Linked DNA regions of Mus musculus: region 1 is linked to region 2. A link is a contact called in public promoter capture Hi-C data. All regions are on one chromosome and are shown on one strand. Each heading gives the region's core, a stretch centred on a gene start, on an enhancer-like site or on the middle of the called end of the contact. The rest is flanking DNA. Distances are from core to core; before and after follow the strand shown. Region 1 holds the start of A1bg (alpha-1-B glycoprotein). Region 2 overlaps Nsmce2 (NSE2/MMS21 homolog, SMC5-SMC6 complex SUMO ligase).

Region 1 (5,495 bases), core at 767-3,266, 1.5 Mb after region 2:
TAAGCATTCTGCTTAAAGTGACCTCCCTACTCCCTCCTTTGCCTGCTTCTGAAGGGCACCATAAAGCAGCATTGCTTAATACCATGCCATCCCTTCAACATCCCAGCCCTGCCAGTCTGTTGACAGCCAGCAAATCTACTTCGTTCCTGCTAGGATACAATGAGGGGTGGAGCCCCACTGAAGTCTGGGCCAGTCGTTTTTGGTGACCCAATTCTTTCCAGGGTTCCAGGTTGCTGTATTAATTGTCCTACTTAGAGCTTGGGACGCCAAGGCTAAGTGGGCTCAATACGTTCATATTTGGAGGTTCTGTTTTGGGATCCCCATTCTGCTCACTTCAGATCATCATCTTTGCCTTTCAAAGGTCACCCTGTTAGGAGACTTACCATCACTCCACATTAACTCTACGGGCTTGCTGTCCTCTGACCAAACGTGCATGTATTTGTGCATCCGGTAGCGGCAGGTGAAAGGACCTGGGTTATCCAGTTCCTTCAAGTTCACATAGTACAGGATAGCATCTCTGGTGGGGCTAAACCCATGAATTTTCAGCACCTTCCCTCCTTGCCTGAGTTGGAATTCAGCTGCATTCCGAGGAGCTTTGCAGGCAAGGGTCTCATATGTCTTCTGGGGGTAGATCATTAGGTAGTTTCCCATCAAACACAGAGTGGGTGGAGCCTGTGAGGCTGCAAGCCAGGGAAGAGCACTGAGTGAGGAGTCCAGGACACTCTGCTTTGTAGGGTGGCACTGAGAGCTTCCCTCTGTTCAGCCCCCAAACCTCTGACATTCTGTGACAGCTCAGGAGCAACTGGCTTATCTTTGGGCACTACGTGTCAGGTCTTACACAAAGCTTTTCAGTATCGGGGTTTAACACTCACCATACATCTTGATGGTCACAATATCACTGGGCTCAGAGGGTTCACCTGCTGCATGGGTTAGGTAGCTGCAGCTGTAGTTGCCAGGCTTGTAGATTAAAAAGCCAGCTGTTCCCTTGTGCTGGACATCAGGTTTCTGGACGCCATCCACTCCTTCCTGCCTCAGCAGGTAGGTCACACCCCGCATTGCAACCTGGCACATCACGTATACAGGCAGGCCACCAGGTGTGATCCAGTCGACTGGATCAGCATGAGCCAAGGGCCGAGGCAAGGGCTCTGTGGGTGGGAGAGGGGATATAGGTGAGTGCCTCAGTCTTATTGCCGGAGACTCTGAGAGTATACACTCTAGATTCAGAAAATAGAAAGGAGTCAGGGCCAGCCAGAGCAAGGGAAGTGGGGTTGAGCAAGAGAAAGGGTACAGAATACTATTCTGTGATGGGTGGGTCCCAAGAACTCAATGGAATTCACCACTTACAAGCCTCTAGGGGCCAAATAAATGTGTCCACTTGATAGAGGATTGAACTGAAGCAAAGAGATAGCAGGTCAGGTGGATCGAAGCTTCTCCATCTATTTTCCCAATTATCACCTTGCTTACCTTTCCCTGTCACCTCCACAGCATTGCTTAGCATGGTCCACTTGTTCAGTGCTGGCAGGTGAATGTCAACAGGGGGTTCCACGCCACATCTGCAGCGGTAGATGCCACTGTTGTTACTTGTAATGGCCCCCAGGGAAAAGCGGTATGACAGCACCTGTGTCTCAAGTCGGACTTGACTCAGGAACCACCCGTTCTGGATCAGCTCGAAGACCTTAGTCGGCAAATCAACTGCACACACCAGGGTCAGGTTTGCCCAGGGTTCCAGCAGGGACTGAGGCTCTGCCCATAGTTTAGGTTCACTGCCAGAATCTGGAAAGCAAAGGAGTCAGGGTTAGCTTGCAGCTTTTAGAAAAATGGGGTTCCCCGTAACCCATAGGCCATTGCTGAACTTACCGAGCATTAGAGTATTTCCTGGGCCCAGAGTGAACCCTGTAGAGATAATAGTGTGTGAGTCTCCATTCATACCACACCTGCCCCAAAAGTTCTAGATCTCAGGACATCTCACCCCAGAGCAGCAGTACAGTAGCCAGCAGAGACATGGCGGGTCTTCAGTTCAGCAGGAGTGTCTGTAGGGAGCATCTGCGGTGGCAAATTAATCTGAGGCCCTGACCTTGTACTTTGTTTGCCCTTCCTGGAAGGTAGGGGCAGAGAGGCAGCTGCTTGGCATGGGAACAGCGGGGATTCAGCAATAATGCTAATCAATAATAATGCGTAATTATCAAGACAAACTGATAATAACAGTAAAATCCTCTTATCCTGTCCTGACTAGAGCCAGGTGTGAACACGTGCCAGAACTGTCACTGACCCATGGGGACACTCTCACCCAAAGAACGAATCCTCCTTTGTCACTTTGTAAGGTTCCAGAGAGGCTGTTCTTGCTGCACTGTGGACTTCACGAGGAGGCAGAGTGGAGTAAACACCTGGGAGGGGCTCCTGCAAGGCCTAATACTTGTCAGTGGACCCATATGGCTCTCCAGCAAAGCCTCTTCCATAAGGAACTGACAGTGTGTCTCCTAGATGGCCATGCCTTCCTATTTCCATGTGTCCTCAACCGAGAGGACAATGGCAAGAAGGCTGGCATTGCCACTCTAAGACACTGCAGCCTGCAAGGCACCTGATGAGGGCTTAATTCGGCACTCCCTGATCCCCCCAGAAATCTCTTGTTAAGTCAGTATCCTTCTTCCAAATGATGATATCTAAGGGCCAGCTGAATCTCAGCATTGGCTTGACTCACACCCATCGCAGTAGGATGTTCTAAGCTGAGCTTATTTTCCCTGGTGCCTCAAATCACGATTGAAACCTCTGCAGTTTAAGTTGTTTTTCTTTATTTTTCTGAGTATTTTTGTCCTTTTTGTTATATTAAAGCTATTCATTTCTTCCTCTCTGGTTTCTAATATCTCTTCTCAGACTCTCTTGTTCCTTCTCTAGAATTATCAAGTAGGAAACAGCTCATACTTTTATAAATATATGTCCTTATTTCATGAGGACCCCAACACATCCTAAAATACACATAGAGGAACAATCAAATTTGAAGTGAAAGAAAATAGTGAACTTTTTTTCTGCATAGTGCTCATTTCTCTCTATTTTATCTAGAGAACCTGCTATGTATAGGTACCAGGCTTACAATCTGATAAAAATACATTAATATAAATTTTCAGTCACAGCAATGGAATTTCTATCAGTTTTGTTTTTGGAGTCATGGTTTTTTGCCATCATTACATGAGGAACAAGTTGGAAACATTTAATGAAATTAATTTACTTTTTCTGTTTCTGGAGGAGTAGCAAAACTACCTTGATACTTTCAGAAGAGGCGGCAGTAAAGTTGCAAAGGTAAGTGAGTGATTGTTGGGTTTTTGTTAAGTGTTCAAGCACATGCCAGGTAATCCCACCTAGAAGGGAAAGTGAATCAGAAATCATACTCCCACAATACCATTCTAAGAGGACTTCTACCTGTCCTTCCCCTGGGAGAAGTGCATGTGGCTCAGGTTAGGACAGACTGATGCCTCTTCTCTATCCCCTCCCAAAGATTCTAAGGAGTTACTCGGTGAGCCAAGGGGCCATGACAAATCAGATATAAGCACACACAATGGGACCAGTACTAACTGCTGGCATTCAGGAATGAAGATGGTATATCAAGTTTCCACACACCTTGGAGCTTAAACAGCAGAAGGGTATTCCTCAAAGTTCTAGAAGTCCAGTATATGAAATCAAGAGGTTTGGGAGGTCCTGGTTTGTCCTTGCCTGTTTTTAGGACTTCAGGGATGTTGGGAATCTTTGGCAATGCTTAGCTTGTAGTTACCTCACTTTGTTGTTTGAGCCTGTTCTTGGTATCTATTTTCTTCTCTGTGACTAAATTTCTCTCTCCTATGAGCACACCTGTATCTGGCTTAGGTTCCATTTGACCTACTATTGAAGGCATCTGTAGAGACACTATTTCTCTTCCAGGTCACAGTCACAGCTATGAGGATTAGAAGTATAGGATCTATAGAGAGCAGAGGTCAGCACACAACAGCTGTCTAGGGAGTTGAAGAAGCTGGAGCTGGACAGAAGATAAGAATGGACCTGATGCTAAGGGTCTCTTGGCTCACAGATGATAGAATAAGTTTCTCAAATTTCTAGTGTGCACCTGGAATGTCTTTTCTCTGTATGTGAGAAATTGTCCACAAAGAATGGTGCCTTGGGTTGGTGCATTGGAGAGAGTAAGTCACTAACTATAATTCTGAAGAGCACTCTAGCTTACTTTAAAAGTATCATATCCAAAACTCAGGAAGCAGAGACAGGTAATCTCTGTGGGTTGGAGGCCAGTAATTGAGAGTTTCAAGTCAGCCATCCAGAACTACATAGTGAGATGTCTCAAAAATAATCCTAATTTTTTTTGTCTGTGTGAGCAAGAAGGGGGACTTTGAAATTTTGATCCACCTCTGAAATTTGATATTTTGATCTATCCCTGTAATTTGGAATTGATCACCCCAGCGCACAACTCCTACTCTGTCTTCTGTTTATCAAACAACATATTTTTTCATGTTCTCTCTTTTCCATCACAAATGATATACAGATAAACAATTATTTCCTGAGTCTTGCTTATATTCCAATAGTTCTCTTAAGTAGCACAATATTAAAACTAAATCAGGGGGGAGCTGTACATGAGCCATCTAACCTTCAAAGCATTTATATGTAGTCATTACTTTAGCCTGCCAAAGGCCCTTTGGAAGTGATGCTATAAACCTCCCCATCATTCAGTAAAATGACCCAGTACTGGAAGGAACCATATGTGGTTCTGCTGGATCCCTAAGTTTTAGCTCCCACATATCCTACCTAGCCAGAAGTTCAGTGCTCTACCTTCTAGTGGGGTGTGGTGGTGCAGAAGTCCTGCAGATTGGCAAGAGAAACAGTGTTCATCCCAGATATTCAGTTTATTATCTATACCACGGACCCTATGTCAGCAGAAGACACAGTTGCCTATAGTACCTAGGATCTTACTCCCCATGTTCCCTCAAGACTTTCCGCTATGGGAAACTTTCTAGGTCACGGTATATGTAATTGTCCTCATTCTGACATCATGACCCTACTTAACTGGGTATGTTCTGGGTTGAGTCCATCCTTGGCACAAGGGGAAGGCAATGTTTCCTCATGCTCTCCAGTTTCCCCCTTCCTGCTTTGTAGGTTTGTCCTTCAAACACTTTTCAGAATTCATTTATACCTCAATCATTTTCCTCTTACTTAAACCACGTAACCATAAATGAACTTAGAATCTTCTTTTGAGCCACACTTGTCAAGATCAAGCGTCTGAGAATTCTTGCAGGCATGTATTGTGGGAGAGTTCATGCTTTCTTTTGCAGGGCACCTCTTATCCCTGTCTGAGAAATGACTTGGTGATGTCACCTGTAAAGCAAAGCAAAGAGGGAAATCCATGGTGGGAGTGGGTGGGTAGGGGAGCAGGGCGGGGGAGGGGGTATAGGGATAGCATTTGAAATGTAAATGAAGAAAATATCTAATAAAAATTTGAAAAAAAAAAAAAGAGAAAATAGCCC
Region 2 (6,326 bases), core at 2,820-5,319:
TCCTCTCCAAATAGGCCGTCCATCTGTGCAAAACTGCTGACCAGCGCTTACAGGACTGTGGTGTCACTGGCTACATCCTTCCATATGCACCCTAGTCATAGAGACCTCCTCAAGGGGCCCTGTGTGTGCTCTGTGGACTTCCTTTTCCTCTCCCTGAGGTGTCCTCTCCCTTCTGAGTGCTGGTGGTATGCCTGTTGGTCACGCTCGGCTGAGGTTCAGTGCCACATCTTTCTTCTTTGCTTCCTCTGTGTATGCTGTACACTTACTCAGCCGAGCAGCCGAGCACTTCTTTTCTCCGAGTTCTTTTCTCGTGCCCATTCACAGCACTAGACAGACAGGGAGGCTTGAAAAGGCCACTTAGTTATGTTCAGTTTTGCATGTTTTGGCGTTGTGTTCCAAAGTATATTTTGTACTAGACTCAGCTGAGGAGTACCTGTAAACAACCTACAAACAGATGCTGGTTGGTCAGCAGTGAACTGGGCTTGGTTGATTCCTGTTCTAGATGAACATTTTTCTGTTATAGTCTCTTCTCATATCTGTAACAGATTAAAATTTTGTAGACTGAAAATATAAAATAGTTTTGGAGAGAATAGCAGAAATGTTCCTATGGACCAGCAGAATGGCTGGATGCACTGGCCATGAAGCCGGACACCTGAGTTTATCTCTGGAAACCCCATTGTGGAAGGAGGGAACTGGTTCCAACAAGTTGTCCTCTGACATCCACATGTGCAATCCTCCCTCCACCCCCCACAGTTGTTTTTACAAAGAAATGATTTTTCCATGTTCATATGTATGATTTACTGGTCGGTTAATTTCTAGTAGAAATTATTTTTTACAAAGAGCATTATAGCTGCTGCCATGCCATAGATTACTGACAAATCTTACTTTTGAAGTTAATTTAGATTCAGGTATATTTATACTGAAGCTTATGTGTGTTAATGCTTTATTTTGCAAAAACCTGCTACATGTCTGTAGTTTCACTCTTATTTGTTTACTCTCTATCTGGCAAGGGCTATTCTAGTAATATAAAGTAATTCCACTGCTTTTAGACCTTATTCCAGACTTATTCTCTCTTAACAGTTTGATGAAAATAACCTGACATTGATGGAAGAGATAGCTAAAGTCAGAGGGGTAAAGTGGCTTGCCTGAAGCCACAGAGTACGTTCATATTCCATTAGCTTCTGTTGTGCTGAATTGAATGTATGTATAACAAATTCACACACATGTATGTGTGTATATATCAGCTTGCTCTTTATTAATCCTAATTGCCTTTGTATAAACAGTTAAGTTAGTAAATAATAAATTTATAAATATGGTATGTAGATTCTTTTTTGAAGAAATTTTATGGGCAGAGTGTTTGTTTAAAATTTGTTTTAATGGAATTTTCCATAAGCTTAATTGTCTTAATTAGGGTTTTATTGCTGTGAAGAGACACCGGACCATGGCAACTCTTATGAAGGAAGACATTTAGTTGGGACTGGCTTCCAGTTTTAGAAGCTTAGTCCATTACTGTCATGGCAGGAAAAATGGCAGTGTGCAGCGGACATGGTGCTGGAGAAAGAGTTGAGAGTTCTACATCCAGATTTGCAAGCAGCAGGAAGTGTATTGATCTATTAGACCTAGCTTGAGCCTCTAAGACCTCAGCCCCACCCCCAGCAACACAACTTCTTCAAGACCACACCTACTTCAAGGCCACACCTCCTAATAATGCCACTCCCTATAGGCCATGCATTCAAACACATGCATGTATGGGGCCATTCTTTATTATTATTTTTTTATTAGATATTTTCTTTATTTACATTTCAAATGTTATCCCCTTTCCTAATTTCCTCTCCAAAAATCCCCTTTCCTCTCCCCTGTTCCCCTGCTCCCCAACCCACCCACTCCTGCTTCCTGGCATAGGCATTCCCCTATACTGGGGCATAGAACCTTCACAGGACCAAGGGCCTCTTCTTCCATTGATGACCGACTAGGCCATCCTCTGCTACATATGCAGTTAGAGCCATGAGTCTCTCTGTGTGTTTTCTTTGGTTGGTGGTTTAGTCCCAGGGAGTTCTGGGGTTACTGGTTAGTTCATATTGTTGTTCCTCCAAGGGGGCTGCAAACCCCTACAGCTCCTTTAGTACTTTCTCTAGATCCTTCATTGGGGACCCTGTGCTCCATCTAATGGATAACTGTGTGCATCCACTTCTATATTAGTCAGGCATGGCAGAGTCTCTCAGGAGACAGCTATATCAGGAGACAGCTTCTTGCTATTATAAATAAGGCTGCATTGAACATAGTGGAGCATGTGTCTTTATTACAAGTTGGGGCATCTTCTGGGTATATACCCAGGAGTGGTATCTCTGGATCTTCTGGTAGAACTATGTCCAATTTTCTAAGGAACCACCAAACTGATTTCCAGAGTGGTTGTACCAGCTTGCAATCCCAGCTCGCCAGCATCTGCTGTCAACTGAGTTTTTGATCTTAGCCATTCTGACTGGTATAAGGTGGAATCTCAGGGTTGTTTTGATTTGCATTTCCCTGATGATTAAGGATGTTGAACATTTTTTTAGGTGCTTCCTAGCCATTCAGTATTCCTCAGTTGAGAATTCTTTGTTTAGCTCTGTACCCCATTTTTAATAAGGGTTATTTGGTTTTCTGGAGTCCAACTTCTTGGGTTCTTTATATATATTGGATATTAGCCCCCTATGTGAATTAGGACTGGTAAAGATCTTTTCGTATGGGGCCATTCCTACTCAAACCACCATATCAGTCTATTTTTCCTTTAGTCTTTCCTCCAGCCATCTAACAGTCCATTAGCCTTTTCGTTTTTGTAATTTGTCCATTTTATTATCTACCCATGTAAAATGTATAATGTAGTGGGGTTTTTAAAATTATATTCATGGATACACATAACCGTTACCACAATCATTTCAAAACCACAACCCCTGGCAAGGTGTGATATTATATACTTATAATTTCATTACTCAAGAGACTGAGGCAGGAGTATTGTGAGTTCAAGGACAGCCTGGGCTGTATAGTGATGAGAGGAGAGGAGACCAACAAGAAAGGAAGTGAGGAAGGGAAAAGAAAGGAAGCAGACCCTGCGTCCTTTAGCATTGCACGCCAGTCTCTCCAGGAGCCACTGATCTACTATGGCTCTATAGCTGTGGAGTTACCTGTTTCAGACATTTCATATAGAAGTGAATTTTATATAAAATGTGGTTTTTTGTGGTTGGAGTGTTCTTGTTTTCAAGCAAGGTTCATCTGTGTTGTTAGATCCATCAGCATTTAATCAGTTAGCACTTCATTTATTTTTATAGTTTAATAATACTCCATTATGTAGTATGTAGCTATACCACATTTTGTAGATCTACCAGTTGGTGGACCCTGGGTTGTTAATATTACTAAATTATTCTTGGATGCTTGTGCTTTGAACGAGGAATGCCCTCACTAGGCTCAGGTATTTGCATTACTTGGTCCCCAGTAGGTGGTGCTGTTTGGAGAGGTTTAGGAGGTGCAGTCTTGCTGGAGGATGGATGTCTCAGGGCTTCCAGATTTTATAGCCTATCCCTGCTTCCAGTTTGCTTTCTCTACTTCTCTCTTGCAATGTGAGCTCTCACCTTCTTGGCACCATGCTTGCAGGTGGCTCCCTGATGTCATGCCTCCCAGCCGAGATGGATTCAAATCCTCTGGGACCAGAGCCCAGATAAGCTTTTGGTCACATGGTGCTGTGTGTAGCACAGCAGCAAATGTAACTATTAATTGTGCTGCTCAGCATCCATTCTCACGTTAGTATCTCAGCATGGTTTCAGTTGGCATTTATGTAATGATGTCATATGCTTTTGGGCTCTTAGAGAAATCTCTGGAGAAGTGCCTATTCATATCCTGTGCACTTTTAAATCCAGTGTCTAAGTTCTTTATATATTCTAGAGAAAAGTCTGATATAAGACATGATCTGCTGGTATTTTTCCTATTGTGTGCTGCATTTTACTTTCTTGATAGTGTTCATTGAAGTATGCAAGGTTGTGATCTTGCGGGAGTCCAGCTGTGTGGATTTGCTGTTTTCGTGGTATGCCTTCCCCTGATAGAGCTTAGCATCAAGCTTGAAGCAGTCCTATTCATGTGTGCTGAGTATGAGTTTTGAGCTGGGACTCATTTGATGACTAGTTCTCTAAAGGTGCTGTGATGAAAACCTTTTCCCAGCAACCATGTGGAACCCTGGAGTTGGTGGGAATTGTAGATGAGAGAGCCTTCAGGACAGGCTTCACATGGGCTGTTGCAGGTTAAAGGTGAGTAGCTGTTTCATGTACTAGAAACAGACTGGAAAAGATTGATGAGTATTTGTCCTGATATGAAAGCTGACAAACCTGCCTGTAAGCTTCATGGCTGCTTGAGAGGTAGGAAACCCCTAAGTCAAAGACAGCAGCTTTTGTTGTTATACCTCAGATAGTATGCCTGTTCTGGTTTACCTTCCTGTCTCCATGCCTCATGGTTTCTGGAGCTGATATGGGAGAGCCCAGGAGGGTTGAGGTCACAACTAAGGAACCTCAGGCTCAGGGGTCCAGTTTTTGGAAGTAGACGCCATCTTAGTCTTGTGAGATCTTGCTCTTACATAAGCATCCTTGTAAAGATGGACTGGGACAGAAGGGCACATGGCACCTTTGCTCCCAAGATGTTCAGAATGAGTGAGAAATGACTTGCTCCCTAGAACCTGACACATTCAGGGAGCTGCAAGTGCTTCAGGGTGAAGATTAACTTCAGCTGAGGCCTTTCCAGGCTGTTGCCACCACCAGTGGTGAAAGCTTCAGCACTTTTCTTTGGAGATGAACTTTGTCCAAGATGCAGGAGAGGCCAGGTGAGATGAAGAGAGGGGTCCTCCTCTGTCCCCAGAGGGAACATAATCCTTTGGTTGTCTGGATGGGGTAATGTTGGGCTTTCAGAACTACAGAATCATGCACTGGCTGCCCACTTTAGTATCATTGTGACTTTAACTTTCAGGTTATTTTCCTTTATAAGTAGTGATGATGTAAAATAGCAGTGAATGTCTTGTAGGGTCCTTAACCATCCACCCATCCACATCTCCCTAACACCTGCCGTATTTGGAGTTGCTGTAAAGTATTAAGGAATGTATCTAAAATGCTCTTTACAGAGCTGGTACATAATATTCATATTGGTCAGTTGCTTTGTTTTTGCTGTAATTATTTGAGCATTTGAAAAGATGGATCCTGTAGAGCCTTAGGGTCAGAATTGACTTTGTACAAAAATACATCCGTGAATTAAAATGCAAATTCTCTATTAGCCTAGATGATTGCTTCATCTCTTAGAGCTTGCTTTTTCCTGCATGTGAAGACTTGAAGTGACTGCCTTTTTGTGGTTATTCTGGGTTTGAGACAGTTATTTCCTTTGTTGTTTAGGGTTTACTTTGAACTATGGTCTTGCTGTGTTGCCCAGGTTAGCCTCCAAAGCTACGTAGGCTCAAGTGATCTTCTTTCTCAGCTACCTGGCTGGAGTACAGACACATGCTACTCTGCTGTATTAAGCTCCTCACTTTAAAGGCGGCCCTGGGCAGAGACTGGCTACATGTGTGTGTGTTTCATTGGTATTCTGCTGAGTACTTAGTTTTAAGTCACTGGGTGCTCTCTAACCAGTGTCTTATTTACATGCAAACAAAATTACACTAAATAACAGATTTTTTTTTTGCAGTCTCTTTTGTCCCATTTTGCAGACTGTTCTTTTAGAAAGTATCCTTTTTAAATTTTGGAATAATAATAGACTTACAAACACTTGGAATGAGAGTTCCCAAATGTCTCTACCCACTGCCCTTACTTGCTCAGACCTTAGTGCATAGTACATTTATCAAAGCTACATAAAACATTGGTGTGTTATTGCAGACTAAACTTCTGTTTTAGTAACATTTTTTCAGTGGCCCTTTTTCTTTTTTTTATATTTATTTTATTTGTATGAGTACACTGCAGCTGTCTTCAGACACACCAGAAGAGGGCATCAGATTCCATTACAGATGGTTGTGAGCCACCATGTGGTTGCTGGAATTTGAACTCAGGACCTCTGGAAGAGCCGTTGGTGCTCTTAACCTCTGAGCCATCTCTCCAGCCCCAGTGTCCCTTTTCAATACATTGTCCAGGATGCAGTCCTGGCTGCCACATTGCATTTAGTCACTTCTTGAGTTGTATAACCTTTTTCTTTTCCCTTAAAAAAAAAAAGTTTGACTTTGTGTGAAATGTCCCTCAGTTGGAGTTTAATGTTTTTCTTATGAGTTAAGGGCAATTTTATGTTTTTAGAAGAAGATGACAGAAGCCAAACTCCTAATCACATTCCGTGAG

The links. Promoter capture Hi-C pulls out the DNA fragments that hold promoters and counts their contacts.
Region 1: a contact with region 2 is called in a promoter capture Hi-C map of liver, with 3 times the contacts expected there. The contact joins the promoter of A1bg here to the enhancer-like site in region 2. A contact is called at or near these places in 5 of 39 promoter capture datasets (the SN4741 cell line, hippocampal neurons, liver and 2 more).

Annotation. Positions count from the first base shown.
Region 1 is chr15:60,919,254-60,924,748 of GRCm38.p6, forward strand. It overlaps A1bg (alpha-1-B glycoprotein), which reads right to left and starts at 2,017. Exons shown (of 7, transcript NM_001081067.1): 1 at 1,970-2,017; 2 at 1,858-1,893; 3 at 1,465-1,773; 4 at 873-1,145; 5 at 384-680. The coding sequence starts at 2,003.
Region 2 is chr15:59,393,917-59,400,242 of GRCm38.p6, forward strand. The region is part of intron 2 of Nsmce2 (NSE2/MMS21 homolog, SMC5-SMC6 complex SUMO ligase); the gene reads left to right. Among named protein-coding and RNA genes, the nearest start is that of Nsmce2, 23 kb to the left of the region's middle. Within about 2 kb of position 4,070, at least 47 of the 459 cell types and tissues checked have an H3K27ac peak or open chromatin away from gene starts, as enhancers often do. A contact at or near this core is called in liver, where this site is marked.